Regions from separate parts of the Mus musculus genome. Here region 2 is linked to region 1. Evidence: chromatin contacts called from public ChIA-PET data. All regions are on one chromosome and are shown on one strand. The core of a region is the stretch at or near the end of the contact, and the rest is flanking DNA. Distances in the headings are between cores, read along the strand shown. Region 1 overlaps Ell2 (elongation factor for RNA polymerase II 2). Region 2 has its middle 24 kb from the start of Gm41005.

The links. ChIA-PET counts read pairs in DNA pulled down with a chosen protein or histone mark.
Region 2: an SMC1A ChIA-PET map of the G1E-ER4 cell line shows a contact between it and region 1, with 5 read pairs. The contact joins two enhancer-like sites. A contact is called at or near these places in 1 of 15 datasets of contacts at CTCF or cohesin (the G1E-ER4 cell line), 2 of 484 Hi-C or Micro-C datasets (the BV-2 cell line and liver), 1 of 115 datasets of contacts at active chromatin or transcription factors (embryonic stem cells) and 1 of 9 other capture datasets (liver).

What each region holds. Positions count from the first base shown.
Region 1 is chr13:75,729,265-75,736,829 of GRCm38.p6, reverse strand. The region is part of intron 2 of Ell2 (elongation factor for RNA polymerase II 2); the gene reads right to left. Among named protein-coding and RNA genes, the nearest start is that of Ell2, 26 kb to the right of the region's middle. Within about 2 kb of position 3,324, at least 25 of the 459 cell types and tissues checked have an H3K27ac peak or open chromatin away from gene starts, as enhancers often do. A contact at or near this core is called in the G1E-ER4 cell line, where this site is marked.
Region 2 is chr13:75,861,471-75,869,035 of GRCm38.p6, reverse strand. No RefSeq gene overlaps it. Among named protein-coding and RNA genes, the nearest start is that of Gm41005, 24 kb to the right of the region's middle. Within about 2 kb of position 3,050, at least 24 of the 459 cell types and tissues checked have an H3K27ac peak or open chromatin away from gene starts, as enhancers often do. A contact at or near this core is called in the G1E-ER4 cell line, where this site is marked.

The sequences.
Region 1 (7,565 bases), core at 2,075-4,574:
CACAAGTCCTACACAGTCCTACAAGATGAGTGAAACCTGTAGTATTTGAATTTTATAGACCTTTCCCCAAATACCTCCTCTGAAAATAATAATTCCTGAGGTAGAAAATACATACACAATTCTATAAAATGTATTTCTATTTAATTTTCATAACTCAAATTGATGTGCTAATTTTCTAAAACCTATAAAGGAATAAAAACTATTTCTAATTTCATAGCTACTGATATAAAACATCAAGTATTAAATGAGAGGTCATAGTTCAGATTTCTAAAGAGCCTTGGTAGGCCTGATGTAAATATAGAAGATGTAAATAAAACCTGTCAAACCTCCAGATAAGTAGATTTATAACTTTAAGAAATATAGGGTTGAAAGATGGCTAGGGATGGTATGGCTGGCCTATTATGAGAACCATTAAGCCGATGTCTCTACACAGAGGAAGAGATGCTGTCAAAGAAAGGATGAATACACATGTAGTAGTAGAGCAATACTGCATGTGTAGAATGCATACAATGAAATGCTTCGGTGATTATTCTCTAGATAGTCATATACTTCTAGAAAGTAGCACCACCACCACCCACTAAGCAATCACTCCAGGACAACAGTGCTGTATGAAATAGTAAATTATGTGACCTCACCAATAGCCAATAAATAACTCATCAATAGCCAATAGTGTGATGGCATGTGGGTAGGGGGAAGACATTACTAGCTTAAAAGTTTATAATATTCCTTTACAGGAGACAGCCATCAAAAGGAGATTGCAGAAACCCAAGCATGTTAAATTTTAAGACTATAAAAATGATATGCAAAAATGCCAAAACAACAAAATACATAAAAGGTTACATGAATACCATACTTATTTTACAATTACTGAAATAAGATAATTATCTTAAAAATTATCATCAGTTATGAACATAAAGACTATCCTACTATGTTGGTTAGAAACATGAGTAATATAAAGAAAAGAAAAAAGAAAAGAGGAAAAGAAAGAAACCAAAACCACTCCTGACGATACCAAATGGGGACACAGAAACATCTGCTACTTCATGGCATCTTAAAATACTACAGTATCTAGCATATGCCAGGGATCATTAAGCAGGTCACACTGTCAGTTTTTAAAAAGATTTATTTTATTTGTATCTATGTGTATATGTGTGTGTGTCTGGGTGTAGTGGCTGCAGGAGCTAGAAGAGGATGTTGGATTCCCTGGAGTTCTAGGCAGTCATGAGCCATCTGATGTGGGTACTGGAAACTAAACCCAGGTCCTAGCTATCTCTCTATCCCACACTGTTAGTTTTTAAACATTATCAAATGATTACTTTGAAATAATGGTAAAAAACAAAACAAAGCATGCATTCAATATTGGCCAGGGGAATCAGCTCCTGAGATACTTTCAAAGAGCTGTGGGGACAGAAAACAGCATCCTTCTAGAGGCATTACTGAAAGTCACTCCTACTTCCTGACCTAGTATATTACACATCCCTGAATCTATCCTGAGGAAACAGAGGTGAAAAAGAAAATCCTAGAGATGTTCCCTGTACTGTTATTATGCAATAATATTATGCATTATTATGCAATAATAACAGTGTAAATAATCATAGAATAACTAAATGATAGATATTAAAACAATAAAATGTTAGGCGGTTACTTCAATATAACCTTTATTATTGAAAAATGTTCCTAATATAGCTTTAAATATAGAATATTTTAAAAGTAATCAATAAATATACTGACTCTGCAATTGTAAAGCTTTATTTAAGCGTTTGTTTTGGTTTTTAAAAATGAGGTCTCATGTGACTCAGTCTAATGTCAAACTCACTATGGTGCTGAGGCTGGATTTGAACTCCTGATCTTCCTGCCATCACTTCCAGTGCTGGGATTACAGACATGCAGCACCATTTTCAGATGCCTCTGAACCTTTTAAAAATATATTTGTGAGAATGAGAACAAACCAAAAAACCCCAAAAGACTAGGGGAAATCTACCAGAATTGCTGTCCACTGGCCCAGACACTCCTGTTTCATACTTACTCTTGTCTTGCTTTACACAGTTCTAAAATGTTCATTCACTTCATTTCTCAATCAGAAACAATAAAGGAGGCATAAAAATAAATTAGATTTTAGGCTATCAATATGAAACTTGCCCTTCATGACTCAATCAGTTTAAATATTTTGAAAGCTTTAAGAAAAAAAAAAGTGTCATTAGCTGTAAAAATGCTAAGAGTTTCTTCAGTATTAATCTTGCATTTATAATCTTTTCTTCAAGTTCTTTAAGAAAGACACAGAACACAACCCTCCCTAAAAACCAAGAAACAAAACTGCAAGCACCTGAGCATCTTCACACCAAATGCAGAACTTTCAGACACCTGTGACAAACAAGCCAGCACTGCACGTGGTCATTGGTCAACGGCAATGTGACTTCCCACTCTCATCTTTGAAGACAGACTTTAGTGAATTACCAACACTTGGACTGAGAAGACAACAGGTGTCCACCTGAGCTGTAAGAACACGCTCAGTATCGGTTAGCCGAGTATTGCTGCCTTCAATAATATGGCTAATATTTCTATTGTCCCTGACAAAACACTGAAGGCTTTTGAAATATTCCCAACTACTCTTCTCTGGGGTGGCTTACTTGGGAGCTTCTAGTGGATGGCGTAGACACAATTTAGTTCTTAATCAGTTTTCTATTGAGTTGAATTTTGTTAACCTAACTATCACCAGCTCTTCAAATCTAACCAACTGCTGCAGCTTACTACCCTAATCAGTCTTTTCCAGATAGAATGCCCCGGTACCCCTCAGTACCCCTCCCAATACCATTGCCCCTATGTCTTAACTCGGAAGGCACACTCCTCTCCTCCCACACCTTTGATAAAGCTAGCACTCTGCCTGGGGAGAGAGCAGACAGAGGGCTTTCCTCACAGATAGATGACGAGGCAGCTCTATCAAGTTCCCAAGGAGCACAATACTCAGCTGTGTCTAACCACAGATAAAGTCTCAAGACCTGCCTTTTCCATTCCCTTTGTCAACTTAAAAAAAAAATACTTTAATATTCATTTTTTGCCTAGATTTTCATATCAAGCCTGACATCTCCCAAAATTTTTTTTATTTGTTTATGGCACACTTAGAAAATACAGATAACAAATTGCCTTTTGGGAGGCATCTACTGAAATATGTTCTAGTTTTTTTTTTTTCCCTTTTTCATTTAACCCATGAAGATAAAAAATTTACATTTATAATTAGTAATAAGAAGGCAAACCATAATTTACATATTTACTTCTAGAAATAAATGCAGTTTGAATTACAAGGCTTCACATCTGTGAAGTCACCAGCATGTCTGCAGTGAACTGGGGTTCCTCCTCTAAGCCTGCCTTTCCCTACCAAAGGGAACCAATATTGGAACTTCTGCAGTTATCACTGTGTTTGGTTTCTAAAACATTTATCATATGAAAACCACATGATAATGCCTTTTGCCTGAATACTATACTAATCTGATAAAAGGACATCACTGTATTTGGTCACTGCCTTGTTGTAGAGCTATAATGCTATGGTGTATCCTACCACTGAGTTAGTACACACAGCCCCCTCCAGTCTGCTGCTGTTCTTAGTATCAGGGCTTATTTAAGTATTCATGACTAACAAAATATCTTCCACAGATGAAAAACAGTCTGTAAATTACATTTCATTTCAGAATTCTCTCTAAAACTCTCTCTCTCCTTTTACTAGAAGAGAGTTGCCTTTTGAAAACCCTTTTAGTACAAATTTCTAGTGCTGGTGCTCTGACAGAAGAAGGCTGGAAGAGGTAATGGGAAGCCACCTAAACAGCTCCTACATGGCACGACCCAAACAATCACCTACTTGTTTTCATTCCTTTCTATCCAACCAAATTCTCAAACAATAAACACAGAGCTATCCTTGATCCCCCTCTACTCTTCCCACTGACCTCTTCCATATCATCCAAATCCTGGTAATTCTGTTAAAGCAGCCATTGGCAAAGAATGTTAAAATGCAAATCTGACCACACGACTGACTCTTAGATTAAAACAGATGATGCTCTCCTGCAGTGTCTGAAAGCCATTGATTGTAACCTACTGGAAGATAATAGCATTAGTTCAGTGGACTTTGGCCAGGATTCTTTTTACTATTTTAAATTTCCTTCTATTTATTTTTATTTGTTTAGTATGGGGGTATTTTGTCTGCATGTTTGTCTACGTACCATGTGTGTGCCTGGTGCCTGCAGAGGCCAAAAGAGGGCATCAGAAGAGCCCCTAGAACTGGTGTTACAGATGGTTGTTAGCTGCCAAATAGTTACTAAAAACCAAACCCAGGAACTCTGCAAGAGCAGAGTGCTCCTGAGTGAGTCATGTCTCCAGCCTCTTTAGAACATTTCTTTTTAATTATTTACAGGATTCTTTTTAAATGAGAGAAAAAAACCAAACAAACAAAAAACAAAATTACGGTGTACAGATGAAGTTAAGGTAAAATAAATCCCAGGCAGTGGAACTTTTGTTTCAGCTTCATGAATGTGCATATCCATATGTCTTAAGGCTTCAAGTGAAACGTTTTGTCTTGGTGTGTGCTAATGAGTGTGTGTGTGTGTATGTGTGTGTGTATGATATGTGCATATATGATTGCTTAAGTGCCCATATTTGTGACCAGAGAAGCCAGAGGTCTACATGGAATATCTTCCTCTATTACTTTCCAAAAGAAAAAAAACATTTTTTTTTTTTTGAGACAGTGTTTCTCACTAAAACTGGAGCATGGAGACCCAAGGTACTACTACCTCTGTCGTCTAGGGATGCAACTGCAACACCTGTTTTTATGTGGACACCAGAGATCTGAATTTAGTCCTCATGCTTGCCCAGCATAGACTTCACCCACTGAGCATCTCCCCATGCACAACGGTTTTGTATTAATCAGAATGATTTGCAAATATGTTTGAAATACATTCGTCTGCAGACATAGATTCCTCCCATCAGAAGTCTTACCCAGAAACTGATGAATTATAAATCTTCTCCTGACGGGCAGTGGTAGCGCACGCCTTTGATCCCCGCACTTGGGAGGCAAAGACAGGAGGATTTCTGAGTTGGAGACCAGCCTGGTCTACAGAGTGAGTTCCAGGACAGCCAGGGCTACAAAGAGAAGCCCTGTCTCGAAAAACAAACAAAACTTCTCCTGAGAAAGTCTGTGTGTGTGTGTGTGTGTGTGTGTGTGTGTGTGTGTGTGTGTATTCTTATAGTGAATCCAGCTGTAAGGAAGAAAAATGAAGGGGAAAGCTTTTCAAAGTTCAGACTTCCACAGAGATTTGCAGACGAGTGGCTCCTTGAGGAGAGCCATGCCACACCTGTTTGCCTTTGCTCGTGCTGTGAAAGCTCAGGTATAAAATGGATTTCCCTCTTCCCTCACTAACCAAGTCCTGCAACCGTTCAAATTCATCTCCCAAAGGACTTCTCTAAAGTCTTCCTGACCATCACTCTCATTAACAGCTGGAGAGGTGGTCAACGAATGTGTATGAGAATGTGAGAATAAATTAAAAAAATGTGAATTCAGCACTTATCATAGGAAGGTAGGGGTGAGAACACATGTCTCACCCTGAAGGCAGACTCCTGCAGCAAGTACTGGAAGGCCACGTACCAGTTTTCTGGCACTTCAGTACCATTAACTTTGAAGTAACAGTTCACACATCAAAAATAAATAAATAAATAAATAAATAAATAAAACCCAAACAATATCTCTTTTATAGCACTGATGCAGTAATTAGATAAGATAAATATATGTAAAGTGCTTAAAGTTCTTAGCAGCAACAAAAACATTTATAATTTCCTCTCTTTAACTTCTCTAGATTTAATAATATGTCAAGTTAACACTATTGAGTAAGGCTTGAGCAATCAGGATCTTGGATTCTTGCCCTGCATTGTTAATGGACCACCAAATCTAAGAGGGTAGCAAGTTAATGGGGTGTAGCATACAGGTTAAAATGGAAAATGTACACACACACTGGAGCCAGCAATTTGGTTTTCTTTAACATATGTAAAATGTTGTTTGAAAGATCTGGGACACTACAGTGTCATGTGTGCCCCCCCCCCCCCCCCCAGTTTCCAAATACAATTGTAAAAATCTTGTCATTTGTGCACACAGGACATAGAAAGACCCAGTCATGCTGTGAAGATACTGAGTTTAGATGACTGCCTCTGGTCATTTAGAAAGCCCAGAGGTGAATCCTTATCCAGAAAGAATAGCAGGGCAGGGATGAGTGACAGCATAAAACTAGAGAGGTGGCTGCTTAAGTTACAACAACTTTAAGCTATGACTTCATTTGTTAAAAATAATGAGTGTCTAGAGGCAGCTCATATCCTTACCTAAAATGAGATTTAAAAAAAACAAAGCTGTGTGCACATAAAAGTTAGCTAACACCTTTGATAATATGAAAAGAATTGAAATTCAATATAAATATAAATGTTGTCTTAAGCATAAACTTCTACAGCATTCAAGATCTTAGAACAAAATACCAGTATACAAGAATATAACTTTAACAGTCTTTTTTTTTTTTTTTTTGGTTTTTCAAGTAACTTTAACAGTCTTCTAGTGGTAGTCACACCAGAGACAAGAGTATCAGCCCTTAATCATCAACTTTTGAATAGACTGATGAGACACAATTGTTTATAAAACTAGTGGGCTAGACAAACCAGAAACAGCAGGGGGAAGAAGCCAGAGGAAGGTGTATCATCTAAGAGAGAAGGCAGTGCTGAGGATTCCATTTTTGCCTTTGCTATTTGTTCCAAGACCATAGTTATCTGTGCTTTCCAGGTACCAAGCTGGGTAGGGTAGGGCAGTCTGAGGGAAGCATATTCAGGGTGGCTTGAAACTGCCTACTAATTTCAAATGCTAATTTAGTCCTTTAGACTCAATCTTCTCCCCTGACCCTACAAAATAAAATAAACAGCCAAGTATTTCTGAACGCTATGCTAAGTTCAGAACTTAAATAAAAAATTTTAAAACAGAATGCAAACACCTAGCTTCTGCATTAAGGACAATACTGGAGGAATCTATAACCCTATTCAAGCCATTAAAGCTATCAGTTAAGCAGATTCAGGAGGTTCCTGTGCCCGTTTGGAAGGCACACATTTAGAACTTGTCTGGCTATCTTCTTCTGTCTTGAAAAGACACGCGTGACCATGTTTTATTCAGGATACAAAATACATTTTATATAAAAAATACCTTTTATTTTCAACATCCTTAAGATAATCTCTAAAAATTATATATGCAAAACTTCTATAGCCTCTGGAGTTGCTAAATCTGAGTTTTCAACTAAAAAGAACTTTTGAATAATATTCTGATAATAAATACTAAATTAACATGGATTCTATAATCTCATAACATGACAATACTAACATTATTTCTCATTTTCCTGAGACAATCACTCCCTGAACATTAGTCCTAGAAGCCAGAAGCAAATCAATTGCAAGGGTATCTACCATATGAAAGCAAATGTGGCTATTATTTGCTATTGAAAATCTTGCTATTTCAGATTTTATCCCAATTATTTCATTTCTCACACTTATTTCTGTGTATA
Region 2 (7,565 bases), core at 1,801-4,300, 130 kb before region 1:
AGAAGAAGCAGCAGCAGCAGCAGCAGCAGCAGCAGCAGCAGCAGCAGCTGGGCAGTGGTAGCGCATGCCTGTAATCCCAGTACTTGGGAGGCAGAGGCAGGCGGATTTCTGAGTTCGAGGCCAGCCTGGTCTACAGAATGAGTTCCAGGACAGCCAGAGCTATACAGAGAAACCCTGTCTCAAAAAAAAAAAAAAAAAAAAAAATGGAGTTTCCAAGGCCTGAGGAACCCAAATAGGAGAAAGAAGAGCAGCCATAACATGAAGGCACATTGTGTACAGTGTGTGAAGCCCTTGTGCAAGTGAACTACCTGTAAAGCTTGCTCAGTTCCCCAAGGGCTCCACAGTAAAATCATAACAGAAACCTGATCTAGGAGTGCGGCCCCCTCTATGAAGAACTAGGTGTGTACCTTCCCATCCATAGCTCTCTGGGCTAATAAGGGCTTTGGTAAACCTGACTTCTCTACCCAGATACTCCTCTCGCAGGGAGAACATTTGTCCTGTCCTGATCCCTTGTTGTTAATTGAGATTATCTGTATACTTCATACCATGTATTCTTTCTGTGCCTTGGGTTAGGTGGCTATTCCCTACTGCAGAATCTTGTATATCCAAGACAATCCAATTTAAACATTTCTCTTGCTTTCTATGATGCTCTCAGAACGACTCAATTACTTCTACATGTGTCTTTCCTTAGCTACTTGTCCATACTTTTGTTGTAGAACTTAAAACATTTACAAAATTTCTAGGTATTGTTTGTCAGTGGTCTCTCTTGGCTACCCCTTGTGGACAGGACCCATGTTTTGATTTATCTCTCTAACCCTCCATCAGGCACAGGCCTAGCACAATTATGTATTATATACTTAGTGTATGTGCTGGTAATGTTGAGCCCAACTGCTTCTGAAACGGTTAGAGTGCCTAGAAGTAGAAATAATTACAAACTTGCAAGTGAGAAGTGGAAAGCAGGCTCCCACTCAACTGCTGTTTGTGCTGTCAGTAACTGATCTCCCTGTGGGCTTGGTGTTCAGGGTGAAGTTTTCTGTGAATGTAAAATATAGAAAGGAAATATGATACATGAAAAGCCATCGAGGAACTGCAGAGTCTGCATAAATGATCTTTAAGATAGATCTGACTAGTGGGCTTCACTGTAAGTGGAGCTGAAAATGGGATGAGAAGATGGAAAACGTCTTCTGGGATGGAATGGATAGAAAACTCGCCCTGTTATACACAATATATATACAATTGCCCATTCTTTTTTTTGTTTTGGTTTGGTTTTGGTTTTTTTGGTTTTTTTCGAGACAGGGTTTCTCTGTGTAGCCCTGGCTGTCCTGGAACTCACTCTGTAGACCAGGCTGGCCTCGAACTCAGAAATCTGCCTGCCTCTGCCTCCCAAGTGCTGGGATTAAAGGTGTGTGCCACCATGCCCGGCTGACATGCCCATTCTTATCTAGACCAATTCCTGGTTCTATGTAAGCCACAGTAAATTGTTTTTGCTCCTAATATGTATAGCTTCTAGGACTCCAGAGGGCTGGTGTTTCTCTTGCTGACATGGCAGTGTGACAAAGACTGGACTGAAACTATGAGCCACAGTATTAATCCTGGATGTTTCACAGTAATGCAAAGTTGACTAGCATGGGATTGAGTTACATGATCATAAGCAAGTGACTAGTGCACATTCTCATTAGAGCTCCCCACTGTAAACCAGAAGAGCAGCCTCACAAAGGTGTCCACACCCCGCCAGAGTTAACTCGTTACTTTTCATGGAGAAGTTGACTGGTGCTGTGAAGGATTTTGAGATGGAAAATTATTCTCATGAGACCCTTGTAAGTGCGAAGCAATAGTGTTGGGGAGATAGTGTGAATAGTTTGAGATTTGGAGGTGCTGCCTGCTCCTGAAGACAAAGATGGAGGTTCAAGAGCCAAGGGCTAAGGACAGCTTGGAAAGCTAAGGCAACAGAGAAAAGGACTTGAGCCTAAGGAAACAGCCCGCCAAAACTTTGACATTCGGATTCATGACTTCCAGAACTGCAAGAGAATTGACATAACCACAATGAGCCTCTTCTATACAGCAGACCAAACAGTCCAGTAAACAGCTGGCTGAGTCATTTACTCTCTGAGGTCTCAGTGTTACCTGCTTTTCCAGTGTTCACAGCAGCAACCAAGGGTGACCCTTTGAGGGCTAATTAAAGCATGGGCTGCTGGGCTTTGGTCTGAATGGAGAGTTTCATCACCCAGGGTAGGTAGAAGGAAGGCACATTAGGACACATTTCCAGACAATGCTGATGTGCCACGTCATGTGCTCATAGGCCACAATGGGAGAACCTAGGGAACAAACAACTCTGCAGCACTGTTGACACCGTTTCCCCATGTCTCTCCTCGCCCCCCCCCCATTCTGCCCCAGCCTCAAAGGCTCACCCTATCCTAGCAGCCTAACCCTATCTTTTTTTTCTTTTTTCTTTTCCAATTCTGCCTCACAGGCAATTGACCAAAGACCTACCTAGGCGTCCCTATAGTGTTGGCTCCCGGGCAGTGGTGCAGACGTCTTGTCAAGGTGGAGGCTGGAGTCAGACATTGGGTTGTGGTGGCCACACAGTCTCCTCCTGTCATAATGTTTATAGACCTCTGCTCTCATTCTCTCCTAAGATCTTTGGACATATTCTGAATGCTGGGTTTTTTACATGTTTGCTCCAAATTTTCAACTAATGTAAAATTAAATTCAGAAAGTTATTTATTTTAGTGGATTTAGTGTGTGTGTGTGTGTGTGTGTGTGCGCGCGCGCGCGCGTGTGTGTGTGTGTGTGTGTGTGTGTGTGTGTGTGCGTAGATGTGTGTATTTCTAAATACATGAATATAGCTGCTCAGTCTGTATAATGTGATTTGTATGTAGATGAAAAAATGAAATGAGCAGAGGAGGATGTGGCCACTCCTTAGTGTAGAAAAGAGAGAAGGAAGAGCCAGGCTGAACATGGCCAGCTGACTAAACCAGACCATGAGAGGAGAGCAGGGGAGGGAAAGCAAGAGAAGACCTGCTAAGGAGAGATAAGATGAGTCAACCTGGTGCCAAGAGGCCAACAGCCTGGTGTAGCCAAAAAGGCTGAGTTACAGTAATCAGGCTGGGGAAGGTAAGTGGAAGCCTAGCTCCTGGAATGCTTTAGGGCAGGGTGGTGGGGTGAGAAATGATAGGAGGGCCCACAGGTACTAGGTGAGACTGGTTCTGAATTTGAGACTTAACAGCATGCATGCATTTTCAGGAATGACAATGTAGTATTAGATAACCAATTACTATGCTCTTCCCTGGGAAACAATTTCTCCAGCTCTCAGCTTTGCTCAGGCTGTAGTTCTCTGTCTTAGGTTAAGGCTCCATGGGCTTACACACACACACACACACACACACACACACACACACACACACACACACACATCTGTTGGTATTGTCCCACTTCAGTTCTTGTTTCATGTTGGTGAGACTCTAGAGGTGTAGTACCTGACACTTCTAGGAGGCACAAGTAATTGTAGAGCAAACATTCCTCTGCCTCTACCTTGTTTTCTCTCACTCTCCTGCAATTATCCCTGAGCCTTGGGTACAGGAGTTGTATTTTAGATGTATCGGTTGGAACTGGGCTCAACAACTCTGCCTTTTGATTGGTTGTGGTTTTCTTTAATGGTCTATATGGATTTTTAAAGGAGTTCAAAGACAATTTTAATGTTTTGGGGTAAGAAATCCCACTTTTTACCAAAATACACAGGCAATACCTCATATCTATTGACACTTAAATAATCATCAATTTTACTGCACTTGCATGAGGAATTCAAAGTATTAATTTTTTTGCTTCAACTTTATCATAAAATTGACATATGCAGACATTTTCTTTACTATGATAAAATTTAACACTATCTCATCCATGTTCGCTTGAGTTGCCTACCTTTTTTACTGTCTTCTGATATACAATATATATTCAGCTTCTCTATAAGAATTGGAAGAAATATTGCATCCCAGTCACTAATCACCTTTTTAAGATGAAAAGACTAGAGAGGCCAAGTTTGGCTAAGCCAACTTTTGTCATTGAGTCCAGGAAGTTACAAATAACTCTTCCTTTCTCATAGTTTGGCTGAGAACTTTATATTTATCAAATTAAATACTATACAAAAATACAATGTTCTTGTCGAGCGCGCCCCCAACTCGCCAGCAAGAACGACGCTGCTACAGGATCCTTCTGCACACGTTTATTCAGTCCTATTTCTTCTTTCTCTATATCTCCCTTGTTTATATCTCCCCTGTTTATATCTCCCTTGTTTATATCTCCCTTGTTTATATCTCCCTTGTTTTTATATCTCCCTTGTTTTTATATCTCCCAATAATAACAATCCTCTCTCGAATAATAATCCTCCCTCTAACCTGGGCCTCTCACTCTTATATACTCTCAGTTCCCATCCACGCACAGCAGGCCACGCCACCTCACCAGGCACGCAGCTTCAGCTAATCAGGGCAGCAGGGGCATATCTCCATCAAATTGGATTCACCTGTATCCTGGTACACCTGTGCAGCACTCAAGATGTTTGTGGTTTATATGAGGAAGTCAGGTGCAAGTCATATGACTTAGCTGCAGTCTCTGGCGCCTTTGGGACTGCCGCCACACCCGCTCCCCACAATTCCCCCTTTTTTCTTTTTTGGCAGAGAGAATGTCTGTAGATAGCCCCCCGCAACCATGCCCCTTACCTGTCTTTGGGAGACAAACAGCATTGGTTTGATCCCTGTCTTAGGTTGGTGACATGCCCAGGGAGTCTTATCACTGACTACCTCTCTATCATGCCAAGCCACACCTGGGGAGCTTGTGTTTTGCTTGCGGCAGGTGCATCAAAAGGCCAGGATGTTAATTAACTTATGGCCAGATCTTAATTGCTGCAAGCAAGCCTCATGGGTGAAGGTAGAGGTCTGATCCCCAGTGTGCAAGCATAGGGGCCCTACACAAAACCATCCCTTAGGCTCATCACCCAGAGAGGTCTTGGCCAGCTCCCGTGTCGTTTTTCCTGGGGAAAGGGAACTAGGACACTGAACCTTCATGCAATCAGACATGCCTTCCACAGGATGCCAACAGCAAGCTATCCTCTGTGCAGTGCTTAGCCTTGCACCCCACGGCATAACGCAGCATAATTTCTTTTAGAGCGGCAAACCGAATCTGAGGAGATTGTCCTGCCACCACTGCAGCAAAAGCCTACGCTACCATGGCGAAAGTGCGGGCCTGCACACTCTGCACCTAACACATGTGCCAAACACACAACACACACACACACTATAACAAGCATACATCCCAGGGCTCTCATCCCCGCTCATCTTCCCTGAAGCAAGGGATAGATGGCCAGCGGGGCTATCTCTTTAAGGGGAATTTAGGGATCAAAAAGCATGGAAAAATTTGAATGTCATGTCGAGCTGGTATCGGCTTCTGGAATACCGAAAGGATCTCTCATCTTGGCTCCATCCTTTGTGCTTGTGGGATCATCCACCACATCCACAGGGGCAACTGGATCAGGAGCCTCATTCTTGCAGCGTCTCACCAATCTCTCCAGCACCCAAAGAGGTTCCGTCTGGTCCTGTGGAAACACACAAACAGACCCTCTCGCCCATGTCAATACCGGATCTGGTCGATCCCCAGGGGAGATGGACACAATACCTCGTGGTAATGAGACCATAACCTCAATCACCTGTGTGTTCATCTGGGGGGTCAATACACCAAATCTCTGGACAGAAGGTCTGCCTATATGCGGCTGCTGAGGAGGCATAGGGAGGAGGCGCAGAAGCTAATTCGCCTTCCTCCTCTGCCTCAGCTCTGTTGTCCTGTCCTTTCTGTCCACCTGATAACACTGTGTCTCCTTTCTTTTTCCTTTTTCTTTTTAAGCCCTTTTCCTCTTCCGACATACTTTCTTGTTGCTCTGTAAGGATTTTCTGACCTGTCTTGACTGCCTCTACACACAGTTTCAAACAGTAACAGAGTCCATATATCAGAACAAACAAGACCAAAACTATCAGACCTACCCACAAAGGGTCAATGGGAGAAAAAAGCATAACTACACAGCGAGGATCTATTGATCACTACACTGAGGTTATCATAGTTCCTTAACTTGTCCCCAAACCGGGAACCTTAACTTATCCCAAAACTGGGAACCTATCGTTACTTTGTGCCTGCTTCCTGGCAACTTTATATTCCCCTCTATTTTATCCGAGGTCCTTCCCAAACTCCTGGGTTACTTTGTGCCTACTTCCTGGCAACTTTATGCTCACCTCTATTTTATCCGAGGTCCTTCCCAAACTCCTGGGGTTGCAAGTTTCACTCACCGTGAACTTACCCTGCCGGCAACCACTGACTGCTGAAAGTTCTGAACTCGGTGGGGGAGTCGGTTCCCCGTACGGGCCACCAATTGTCGCGTCTGCTCTCGACCAGCAAGAACGATGCGACCACCAGTCCTTCTAACAGCAGTTTATTCAGTCTTCATCTTTCTTCTTTCTCTTCATCAGTACCGTTCCCCAGCTGAAGAGTTCTGAATCCACACCGGATCCTTCTCAACAGTCTGTTTTACAGGAACTTTTATTAACCACTCCTTCCCCGTGATGCAGTTCTGAATCCTCCCTGTAGCAGGGGTCTTCGCTCGTGCCTGAAGATGTTTCTTTTCCCGGGTTTCGGCACCAACTGTCGAGCGCGCCCCCAACTCGCCAGCAAGAACGACGCTGCTACAGGATCCTTCTGCACACGTTTATTCAGTCCTATTTCTTCTTTCTCTATATCTCCCTTGTTTATATCTCCCCTGTTTATATCTCCCTTGTTTATATCTCCCTTGTTTATATCTCCCTTGTTTTTATATCTCCCTTGTTTTTATATCTCCCAATAATAACAATCCTCTCTCGAATAATAATCCTCCCTCTAACCCGGGCCTCTCACTCTTATATACTCTCAGTTCCCATCCACGCACAGCAGGCCACGCCACCTCACCAGGCACGCAGCTTCAGCTAATCAGGGCAGCAGGGGCATATCTCCATCAAATTGGATTCACCTGTATCCTGGTACACCTGTGCAGCACTCAAGATGTTTGTGGTTTATATGAGGAAGTCAGGTGCAAGTCATATGACTTAGCTGCAGTCTCTGGCGCCTTTGGGACTGCCGCCACACCCGCTCCCCACATGTTCTAATGTCCACTTTTCATAAAATTAGTATGTTTGCCAACTATTTTTTAAGTTCTTGAGACTCATGTGATTCTTCCCCCTTTGTTACTTGAGCCACTGAACCCAAGAGTGGGGCAAGTGGAACAGTGTCACTAGACAGAAAAACTGGTAAGGTTGAGCAGATTAAGGAACCCTGGCAATTATCATATTTGAGAACAGCAGTTGTTTGAATCTACTCCGGACCAGGTTCCTGGAGCACGTGGCCACAACACCCACTAAGAGGACCATGACAACTGGTCAGGTAGCATAGAAATCCAGCGTTCTCCATGCTAATGTGGTATCTAGATAAACACTGAGTGTCTAGCCAATGAGCTTCCCTTCCTGGGGATCTCTCCCTGCAAACGGTATTTAATCTCTGGT